Regions from separate parts of the Acanthopagrus latus genome. Here region 1 is linked to region 2. The links are chromatin contacts, called in public Hi-C maps. All regions are on one chromosome and are shown on one strand. The core of a region is the stretch at or near the end of the contact, and the rest is flanking DNA. Distances in the headings are between cores, read along the strand shown. Region 1 holds the start of LOC119012031. Region 2 holds the start of LOC119012517.

The links. Hi-C and Micro-C count contacts between places; a contact is called where the count stands out from the background.
Region 1: a Hi-C map of muscle shows a contact between it and region 2, with 17 times the contacts expected there. The contact joins the promoter of LOC119012031 here to the promoter of LOC119012517 in region 2. A contact is called at or near these places in 3 of 4 Hi-C or Micro-C datasets (liver and muscle).

Annotation. Positions count from the first base shown.
Region 1 is chr22:6,716,979-6,721,730 of fAcaLat1.1, forward strand. LOC119012031 reads left to right here and starts at 1,541. Exons shown (of 7, transcript XM_037085480.1): 1 at 1,541-3,093; 2 at 3,305-3,640; 3 at 3,764-4,021. The coding sequence starts at 2,985. LOC119012600 reads left to right here. Exons shown (of 8, transcript XM_037086580.1): 8 at 1-786.
Region 2 is chr22:6,361,268-6,366,674 of fAcaLat1.1, forward strand. LOC119012517 reads left to right here and starts at 3,650. Exons shown (of 9, transcript XM_037086426.1): 1 at 3,650-3,775; 2 at 3,956-4,297; 3 at 4,427-4,678; 4 at 4,823-4,870; 5 at 4,952-5,038; 6 at 5,118-5,146. The coding sequence starts at 3,715. LOC119012860 (a long non-coding RNA gene) reads left to right here and starts at 1,482. Exons shown (of 3, transcript XR_005072619.1): 1 at 1,482-1,608; 2 at 1,699-1,727; 3 at 1,817-1,978.

The sequences.
Region 1 (4,752 bases), core at 291-2,790, 350 kb after region 2:
AGAACATCAAACATTTCAGGAGCTTCACAGCCATACAGAGCTGCAGCATTGTCCTAAACTGAAGCAGATGGGGACTTGTTTTAAAACAGAGAAAAATTAAATAAAATGGCAATGCAAATGTCTTTAGAAGTCACTTTGGGATCTCCAGACTTCTAGACACTAGGATTACGTCAGATAATGTCATTTTTACATTTTGAAACAAGTCCCCATCTGCTTAAGTTATTCAGAGGAGCGCTGCAATGCTGTTTTGCTGTGAAGCACCGGAAATATTTGGTGGACTACGAAACTTCACCTGACTTTCCATCAACACGAGGATGAGTACATGATGACTGAACTTCTTATTTTTTGTGAACTGTTCCTTTAAGATTTAAGGTTTTTCTTTAAGGTGCAGATATTTTTGCCTCGCTTTTGTTCCTTGTTTCTACAGAAGGATCTATTTTTGATTTATGTCAATTTATGCATTTTGGACTTTGAGCTTTAACAAACAATCTTTTCTTACTCATGCACTCATGCAAATAATAAAAAAAAAGACATATTCAGTTTTCAAGGTGTTTGTGTTTTTGTTTCGTGGTTCTGTCTCTCTCTCCCTCGGGTGCGGGCGCAGACAGGGTGGCAACAGATGGATGGTGTAAAAGTCTGTGTGAGAGAACAGCTGGTAGCTAGGGGGGCAGATCTAGGCTGGTCCAGATGGGGGGCAGAACGGGGCAGACGGGCAGGGTCCGGACCACAGGTGACATAAAGGACACAGGAAACAGATATGTAACTAGGGTAGAAGGGAGGACTATATCTGACACCTGTTCGCTCTGAACTCTTGCAAATAACATACAAATGCATCCATGAAGAGAATGCACAGAGAAGCAGTATTTGGGGCGACGTTGAGAATAGTCTCGTGGACGAGGAGTTCGACTCCTCACCCGTCAGCTTGAATCTTGTCGGCATCCAGAACATAATCTGCAAATAGGCATCAAATTTAAAGTTGAAATGTTACAACAATAATTTGAGAGACTAGAAGCTGATATCAGAGATACATTTAACACCAAACTGAGGTGAGAAAACAGTCTGAGGTCATGTGACTTCCTTATTTACCACCGGTAAATAACCTCATATGCCATTTTTGATCTCAGCATAATTTGGGTAAGCTATATGGTGTCTAGTTACAGAATACATTTTCTTGATTACCATCTGATTAAGATACCGTTATTTCTAGTTGTCTAATTTGATACTAAGTATGGTTTGTTATATCTTATTAGTGTATTGTAAAATAAAAGGCGACCCAAATATTTATCAACTAATAATCTTCAAATATTCATTGAATGTAAAAGTTCAAATGTGAAAAAATCTAACATCACACACAAATTCAACAGCAAACTGAGGTGTGGAAACATACTGAGGTCATTATCAGGAGGTGACTTCTTACTTATCACAGGAAGTAGATGCTGTGATAAGAAGCAGCACATCAGAGGTGGCAGAAGTCCACACAGTCTGTCCTCAAGCAGAAATATGGATACTTAAAAAGAATAGTATCAAAATGCTGGTTTTCCTTGACAGAATATTCTCTAAAGCCTCTGAAGCCAAATATTCCAAAGTTTTACTGCAGTGAAATATTGTGTTGATATTCTGCTAATGTAACTAGATCATTTTATTTTTGTCAGTTCTTAAGTGAAATCAGCTGCTGCACAAACAGCTAAAATCACAGAGGTGTTGCAGAGCTTCAGCTCCAGGACTGAAGAGCTGCTGTAAGTCCTACAAACCACCAGATGTCGCTGCACTTCAGATCTCTTTTCTGCACCAACAGAAGGAAAGGCCCAGAGTTTTATAAGGCTTCACTAGAAGAAACAAGAGAGCACAGGTGCACTAGATGAACTGAAAGGTGAAATGAACTGCATCAGGTAAAACGTCTGTGAACTGATGTGAAAACACATTTTTAACACAGTTAACTCCACCCTGAACCACAGCTCCCTCCTCTGCTGCTGCCTTGTTGTTTTCTTTGTAGAAGATCTTCGTCACACTTGTTCGGCTCCTATAACTTTCTCACTACTTCCTTAAAAGGGACTGATAGATTTCAGTTCTTGAGGAAATTCTTTCAGTGTGTCTCTGTTAAAGTATAAATGACAGGAAAACTGATGCTTCAACACTTTCCTGCATCACTTGTTAACATCTTGATTTTCTGCAGCCAGTTCAGAACTCAGCAGCTGGATTTCAACTTCATCTAACAGGAAAGATCATTGAAATCTTGTTCACTTCCTTAAATCGTCTTTCAGCTGAAGAATTTAAAGCTGATATCAATATCATCTGTATTCTGAACTCAAATGACATCAATACATTTCACACATATTTAAAGTCCAACTAGTCGTGTCTGCAGTGAGCATACAGCATGAACAACCTCCAGACCACAGGTGAAGTGTTGGAACTGTCCAGTTGAGCAACACATATTGTGGAGGCTTGATGCTGCTGTTGTAGCCACATTCTCATCAAAACACTTCCCCTTCACTTCTCTGAGAGACACAAGCTCAGAGAAAGAGGGAGGAACCAACAGGCCTCAGACCACTAACATATGTGTGAAACACGTCAGTGTCACAAATACACTGTGGGACTGGACACAGTGTGAACTTGAGACTCAATAAGAGTCTTCATATAGTTTGTTTGTTACAGTGTTAGATTGACTCAAACATTTTCCTTTGTCTTGTAATCAGTGACTTTGTCTTCTTCACTGGCTCATTCCAGTTTCACAGGATCTTTGTGATGCTGCTGTGACCTCTGACCTCTGACCTCTTCACTGATGGCTGCATCTCATGTTGCTGATCAAGAGTTTGTGGTTGCTGTCAGTCACTGTGGATGAGACAAAAATACATTTCAAACCTGTTGAAGTGGAAACTGTGACATTTATAAAACAGACTAAAATTAAGACTGAGGAAGTGACATCATATGAACCACAGGAAGTAGGTGCAGCTTCTCTCGACTAAAGCACGACTTTAGAAACTCAGATGATCATAAGAAGAGAGACAGAAGAAGGAGAGAGACAGAGAATCATGATGGTCCAGTTCAAATGGATTCAAATGTCTTTATTTGTGACAGCGATGCTTCAGTTCACAGGTAAGAAGACGTTTATCACATATAGAAATGGAAGGTGCATTGCAATAATGTACTTTATTAGATATATTTGATTGAAGTAAGACAACAAAATGTGTTGTTTGTTTACAACATGGTGAGTTTAGTGAACTTTTAGAAACAAGGATAAAGAAATATCACAGATTTGTTCTCATTTTAGTTTATTTTCCATATTTTTCTCTGATCTTGTAAACAGGAGCAGCTGAAAACCTTCCAGCCTCCTTCACTGTCACAGTTGGAGATGACGTCACTTTGACTTGTGACAATGTGATAAAGCCTCAGCAACAATGTAACAGCACTACCTGGACCTTCAGTGGTTTAGGAAGCAAACAAGTAGTAGAGCTGGTTGAACTTGGACAGATTGGTAAAGATGTCAAAGCTAAAGACAGACTGAGTGTTACAGAGAAATGTTCTCTGGTTATAAAGAAGGTCACAGTCGAGGATGTTGGTCGTTACATCTGTGAGCAGTATGAATATAGAGGAGCTCCAAAAAGTTCTCCAGACTCTGTGGTTCATCTGTCTGTTGTCTCCAGTGAGTATTTACATCATCGTGTTTTCAGATCAAACTGTGAAACATTACAATAATTATGATCACAGTGATGAAGTTCATTTGACTCTTGTTGTCTTTCTCTCACAATATCTCCATCTTCACCAGTGACTGAACATCAGAACCATGATGAGGTGACATTAATCTGCTCTGTGTGGACATATGGACCATGTAAACACACAGTGAAGTGGCTGTATGAGGGTAAAGAGGTGGTGAAAGTTAAACAAGAAGTGAAGACATCACAGTCTCTCTGTTCTGCCTCTGTGACCTTTCAGAGAACTCAGTCACTTTACGAGTGTAAAGTGACTGATGGAAACAAAAAACAGCTGTTTCCCTTCAGACTTCAGTCATCAGGAAAGAAACCAGGTGAGAATATGTTGATCTTCAAACTGATGAGAAGAATAACAGAACATGTTTGTCTATTTAAGGGATCTGGGTACGTATTCACAAAGACTTTTATTTTAATGTTTGGAGTTCTCCTAAATCGAACTAAAAGATTTTATGTAGGAGTCGTTTCTTAAAGGTATTACACAAAGCCACTGAGACCTACTTTTACTCATGAAAACAGTGAACTCCTAAACTAGAAGTAACTCTCTGTTGCTATGAATGACGTCAATTTATAAGGACGCACTTAGAAGCGGTGACAACGGTGATTGGTTGTTGTGTGACAGGGCAGCACATTGAAAAGCCGTTTAGGCTACGCAGTGCATGAAGTGAAAATCAGAAAGTTGTCTACAAGCCCATGACAAAGCCTGTGAAAAGATATTGGATAAAGAAACGTATTCATGAGGAGAATTAAGTGCCCCCCCCAAACAAAAACACTTTGGCCAAATGAAAATTAGGGGATTGCAATGAAAAACCTGAATTGTCAATAAAAGCAGCATTAAAATTGGGGAATTGTGTGTTGATCCGGGCCATTTCACAACAACATCCAGCATATTGTAACGTGTGTCAAGGACAATTTGTGTATTGATGGAATGCAACTTTTCGACTGACAAAGATGTCTTCATCCTGTGAAGGTGCAATTATTTTAATGTGTCCCATCAATGGCACCAATCACACCGAGTATACCTGCAATTTCCATGAATTTGGCTTTG
Region 2 (5,407 bases), core at 2,400-4,899:
TGTCAAGCCTGATACTCTCATAAAGGTGGGATATAGACCAAGACACATGATGGAAACACTTAAACATCACTCATTGACCTCATAGGAACAGTGATATGGATGGTATGAAGAGGGAAGTGGGAGGTCGGAGGAAATGGCTGGACCACAGCGAATGAAGCCTTGGGTCAGTCTCATTGCAGAACCTCCTCAAACTTCTGAGACGTCGAACCCAAAGTTTAAAAGAAATAGGAGAGAACAGGTAGATCAAGACACACACCAAACCACTTCCTCTCTCTGGAACAAAGTCGTCTGATTACACATAGTGAGTAAGTGATACCCATCTAAAAAAAAACAAACAAAAAAAAACCCTTTAAATTCTACATTCAAGGAGTGGTTAGACACAGACATCAGACAGACACTGACAGACAGAGTGTCTGTTTTCGGGTGGATTGAATTGTCATTGTTTCTGATGGACAGGTTTAAAAATGACCAGTGCTTAAAAATTTCTAATGTCTATTTGCCCTCTGTGCCCCCTTAATGTAAAAATTGTCTTGTGTTTTGATTTTCCATGCCCTCGTGTGTCCACTTGAGTTCTCCTGTGTATTCCCCTTGTTGCAGTTTGTCTGTCTGTCAGTGTTTTCCCCTCTCTTTTTTGTTACATTCAGCTTTTGTTAAATAAAAGCTCACATTTTGTTTCCCCTCAATCCTGCCTCTTGTCCTATGAGTAACTGTGTTTGGGTCCACCTCCTGTCTCCTTAGCTTTCCCCTTTGAACCCTCGTGACATATGGTTTTTTTTTTTTTTTTTCAGTTTAAGTCTTTATTTTGTCCTCAGTGTTTGCATTGAACAGCACACTATGACTCTGGTTTTGAAAGGCAATTTACAAATAAAAGTTTTTAATCGTTATTAATCAATCCATTTCATTAAGAGGGCGAGTCCTTCATAGAATATTTTTTTCTTAATACTCATCTCTCACTTCACAAATTGATATGGAAAAAGCACAGACACACAGTCGAGTGGCTGCATGTGGATCACAACGTGGACACAAACAACAGCAGCGATGTAAAAACATCACAGTCGGACGCTTCAGCCAGTGTGACTCTCATGCGTTTACATCAAAAGTCCGACCATCTCGAGTTGTTCCTATGTAAAGTGATGGACACCTACACTAAACAAGTTCAGCTGTTCACATTCGGCTCTCAGACTTCAGGTGAGAAACCAGGTGAGTTCCAGTAATGAGCCGTGTACAATCAATTCGTCCTGACATGACAACAAAAACATCAAATTCGATGGCATAAGAAAGTCAGAAGGCTGCGCAGACACTGAACATTTTACAGATTGAAGAAACAGTTTTTCCTGCTCCACAGCAGGTGTGTAAAAAAAAAAACAACAGGATGTATTTTGCTATAAATAGTATAAATGTCATCACAATAATAGTTTTCTTTCAAACTGGAAAATGAAAATCTGTATGCTCTTTTTTATTTAACTCTAAAACCTTGTTCTCTGACATGATGTTTGTGCTCCACAGCTCGTACAGATTGTTCTGTTGTCGACTACATCATGTTGGTTCTGCGTGTGGCTGAACTCGTCCTGATTACTGTGATTACTGTTCTTCTCATCAGAGCTCCAGGTAAGAAAATTCACACCAGCATCTGTTTGGACTGATGAACACAAAGTGTCAGTTTACAGCTGAAATGTTACTCTGTGCTTTATTTCCCAGGGAACCGGAGAGCGCCTGATGACGACACTGTGAGTTGAAGATTTGTTGTCCGGTTTCTAAATATCATCTGGGAGTCTGGGGCCCTTTTTCGACTCGATCTTTGTTTTGCTCTACACAGGTGCATCATGATGAAGACGTCGTCTCAGTGAGCTATGACAATGCTGATGGCCCCTCTGCCTCTGTCTTCACCGGTCAACAACGTCGACTTCAACTCAGAACAAATAAGAAAATGAGAAAAAAAAAACCCTGGCAGAACCATTTTCAACTGTTTCTTCCCGCATAACTATTTAGATAAGATTTCTGTAATTGCTGTTGAAGGTGTATCTTTGACAGAGGTTTTTACTATGTTTTGTACATTTTGTAGTGTGGGTTTGAATTCTTTCTTAAATTCTGTAAAAAAAATATAATCATTCAGAATTTTGGATAAAACTTTTCTAACTGTCCTGCGTAGTCTTGTACTTGTAAAAGGTCACAGTTTATGATGCAGACAGCAGGACAACATCAGTGTGAAGATGCTTGGTGTTGCCACAGTTCTGTCAGTCGAAGCAGGAAACGGATAGTGGTGGCAGCCATCTTGGTGGCTGTCACACCGCCACCATCACCTCTTCCTACTATTGAAAAAAAAAAGTGTCAGCTCATATGCATGTAATCTGAAGGTAATATGATCCATATTCTAGAAATGTTGATATGATGCATATGAAATGTACAAATTTAACATATCCATGGTTTGCAAAAACCACCCAATACTGATAACACAACCACATTTTACTCTGCAGACCGGATAGATGAGTCAGAAACATTGATATGACTGTGAACAACATGCGAACAGCCAGATCACAGAAGATTAGCTAGTTACCACTTTTGAAACATCACAAAACTTTCAGGATGTGTTTTCAACACAGGTTCAGAGCGCACCAAAGAGATCTCTGTTTGTTCTATATAGTCAGATTTGGCCATGAGAGGACATAACCTCAGAGCTCTGCGGCTGTCGTGGCCACATTTACGTCAAAACACTTCCCCTTCATTTCTTAGAAACAGCAATATGTGGGATGAGGAAGCAACAATTCTAAAACCGCTAAAGTACCACACTATTTTTAAATATATATATACCATACCGCACAGCTACAGGCATCGGACCATGGGGCATTTTTTGTGTACAGCTGCTTTGCATGACTCGAGGTTGAAAAAAAAGAATCCCTGTTGGCGTCTGCTTGACCTACATGCATCCACTTGAACATGGCCTTTAGGTGGCTCAGTCGAGGGGAACAGCTGGCTAGCTCGGTGAGAAGTTACAGCCAGTTAGTATAGATAGCAGCTAAAGCTATCGTTCCTATTAGCTGGCAGACGAGGTGAGATGGTTTCAGCTCTGGACCAAGAGCTCTGGACCGCCGGGAGATGGAGGTGTTCAGGCCTGGAGCAGGGGCGCCAAAGGTCACTGTCAAGGAACCTCTGAACGAATGAAAGGACATAATGTCATCAGCATATTGGAGTCAGATTCAGGTGCCAGTTCTATATAGTTTATGGGACAAGCTGAATAAAACCCAACATATCTACATGGTATGACCCTTGCTGTGTAAATGCCTCTACAAAATGTAAGAGCATGCTTCAGAGAATTGACATATGACTCATTTGTCTCTGCCACGATCAAATTACTCGTGGCTAACACCTAAGGTCTGGTCACCATAACAACAAAATGGGAAGTGGAAGGGTGTTCATCTGCCCTTGAATGCCCTGCAAACCAATGAAACATTAGTTTGATGCCTCCATCATCCAGGTAATAACCTGCGAAACAGAAAGGGGTGACCGGTAATGGAGTTGCTCTCTCATCAGTGTGATAGGTGCACAGAAAACAGTGACAGAGTGATCCGTCTTTCTTTCATAGGTTCTTTGGTCACTAAAGGGAAGTCACACTTCACCCATAAGAGGAAGTGAATGCTGCGCCTCTCTCGAAGAAGCGTTGGCTCAGACATTTTGACACTTCAGGGCGTGGGAACAAGAGAGCGAGAGAGGAGCAACATGGTTCAGTTCAGATGGATTAAAACGTCTTTATTTGCAATATTGCCGCTCCTGCTTACAGGTAAGAACATACAGAAGAAATAAAATGATCTAAAACATCACTAATAGTGTTCATGGAGCTTTTGCTATCTGTTTCCAACATTGTGTGTTGAGTGGATTCTTGTATAGAGAGCGTTTGCTGTTGTCCTCACACATGAGTTCCTATCACAGTTCATTTTTCATGCTTATCTGTCATCTTCAGCAGCAGTAACTGGACTGAATCACACCTCCGTCACTGCCAGAGTTGGAGATGAAGTCACTTTGCCTTGTGACAATGTGATCAAAACTCGGGACAAATGTAACAGTACCTCTTGGCTTGCCAGTCGTTCTGGGGAATCAGCAAAACAGCTGGTAAATCTTGGACAGATCAGTAAAAGTGAGATTCCCAAATCTAGATCAGACAGACTGAGCGTGACAGAGAGCTGTTCTCTGGTTATTAAAAATATCTCAGTGGAGGATGTTGGTCGTTACACCTGCAGACAGTTCAACAAATCAGGAAAACAACAAGGTGAAGATGCTCTGGTTTATCTGTCTGTTGTTAACGGTGAGTATTTAAATCTTTATGTTTTTAAATCAAACTGTTTTGTTAGAACAAAATACCAAACATTACAAAACTAATGATCACAGTGATGAGGTTTATTTTATTCTTGTCGTCTTGTCTCATCTTCACTAGTGGAGAAACTACAGGGGGATGACAGAGACACCTTGACCTGCTCTGTGTTGACATATACTGGATGTGGACACACAGTGAAGTGGCTGTATGATGATAATATGGATGGAGTGGAGACAGTAACACTTACCTGTTCTGCCAGGTTGACATATAAACCTCCTCATCTTAATCACAAGTCAAACTATCACAAGTCACCTGAGTGTGAAGTGACAGATGATCAGAGTGGACAGACGCTGCTGTGGAAAGTTAACTCAGGTAGCTACACTTGGTGTATTGAATGAATTTTAAGTTTTAAGATCATATTAACATTTCCCATTAAGACTCTTCATGCACTAAACATGAGGTAGTTTTTTCACTTTATGTTGTGTTTTATTATTTCATACGATATTCATCTGTCAGTAAACGGCACTAAAGCAACTCAAGAAAATGGCTCCCCTGGTTTCACAGGTAGGTAACTCTCCTGGTCTTTCTCTCTCTGCTTATTTGTTAGTTGGCAGTCAAAATATAAAGTTTTGACTCTCCTTCCAGACTGGTGGTGGGTCATCATCGTGGCTGTGGGTTTTGCAGCGCTCTTAATAATCGCTGTTGCTGTCATCAGATGGAAGACGGCCAAAGGTGAGAGCATTTTAAGATCAAACTGATGGATCAACCTGTAGTTTTGGAGTGGAAACTAAAGTCGATTTTGTCTTTTCAGGGAACAAAACACAGAAGAATGACAACACTGTGAGTCTGAAACCTTAATAACCAAATGTTTATACAGCTGTGAGGTTAACTGACACCACTGCAACAGCAAAGTTCGGCGAGATTGATATGTGAATTCCCCGCAAGCACACAGCGTGTGCATTAATACTTTATCTAAAGGTCCTTGTAATAAGTGTCAGTTAGGTGATACGGCCTTTATAAGTCATAATCACACTTATTATTATTATTATTTAGATAAATAATAATAATAGCAGTTATATTACCAACTGGTTACAGACCCTA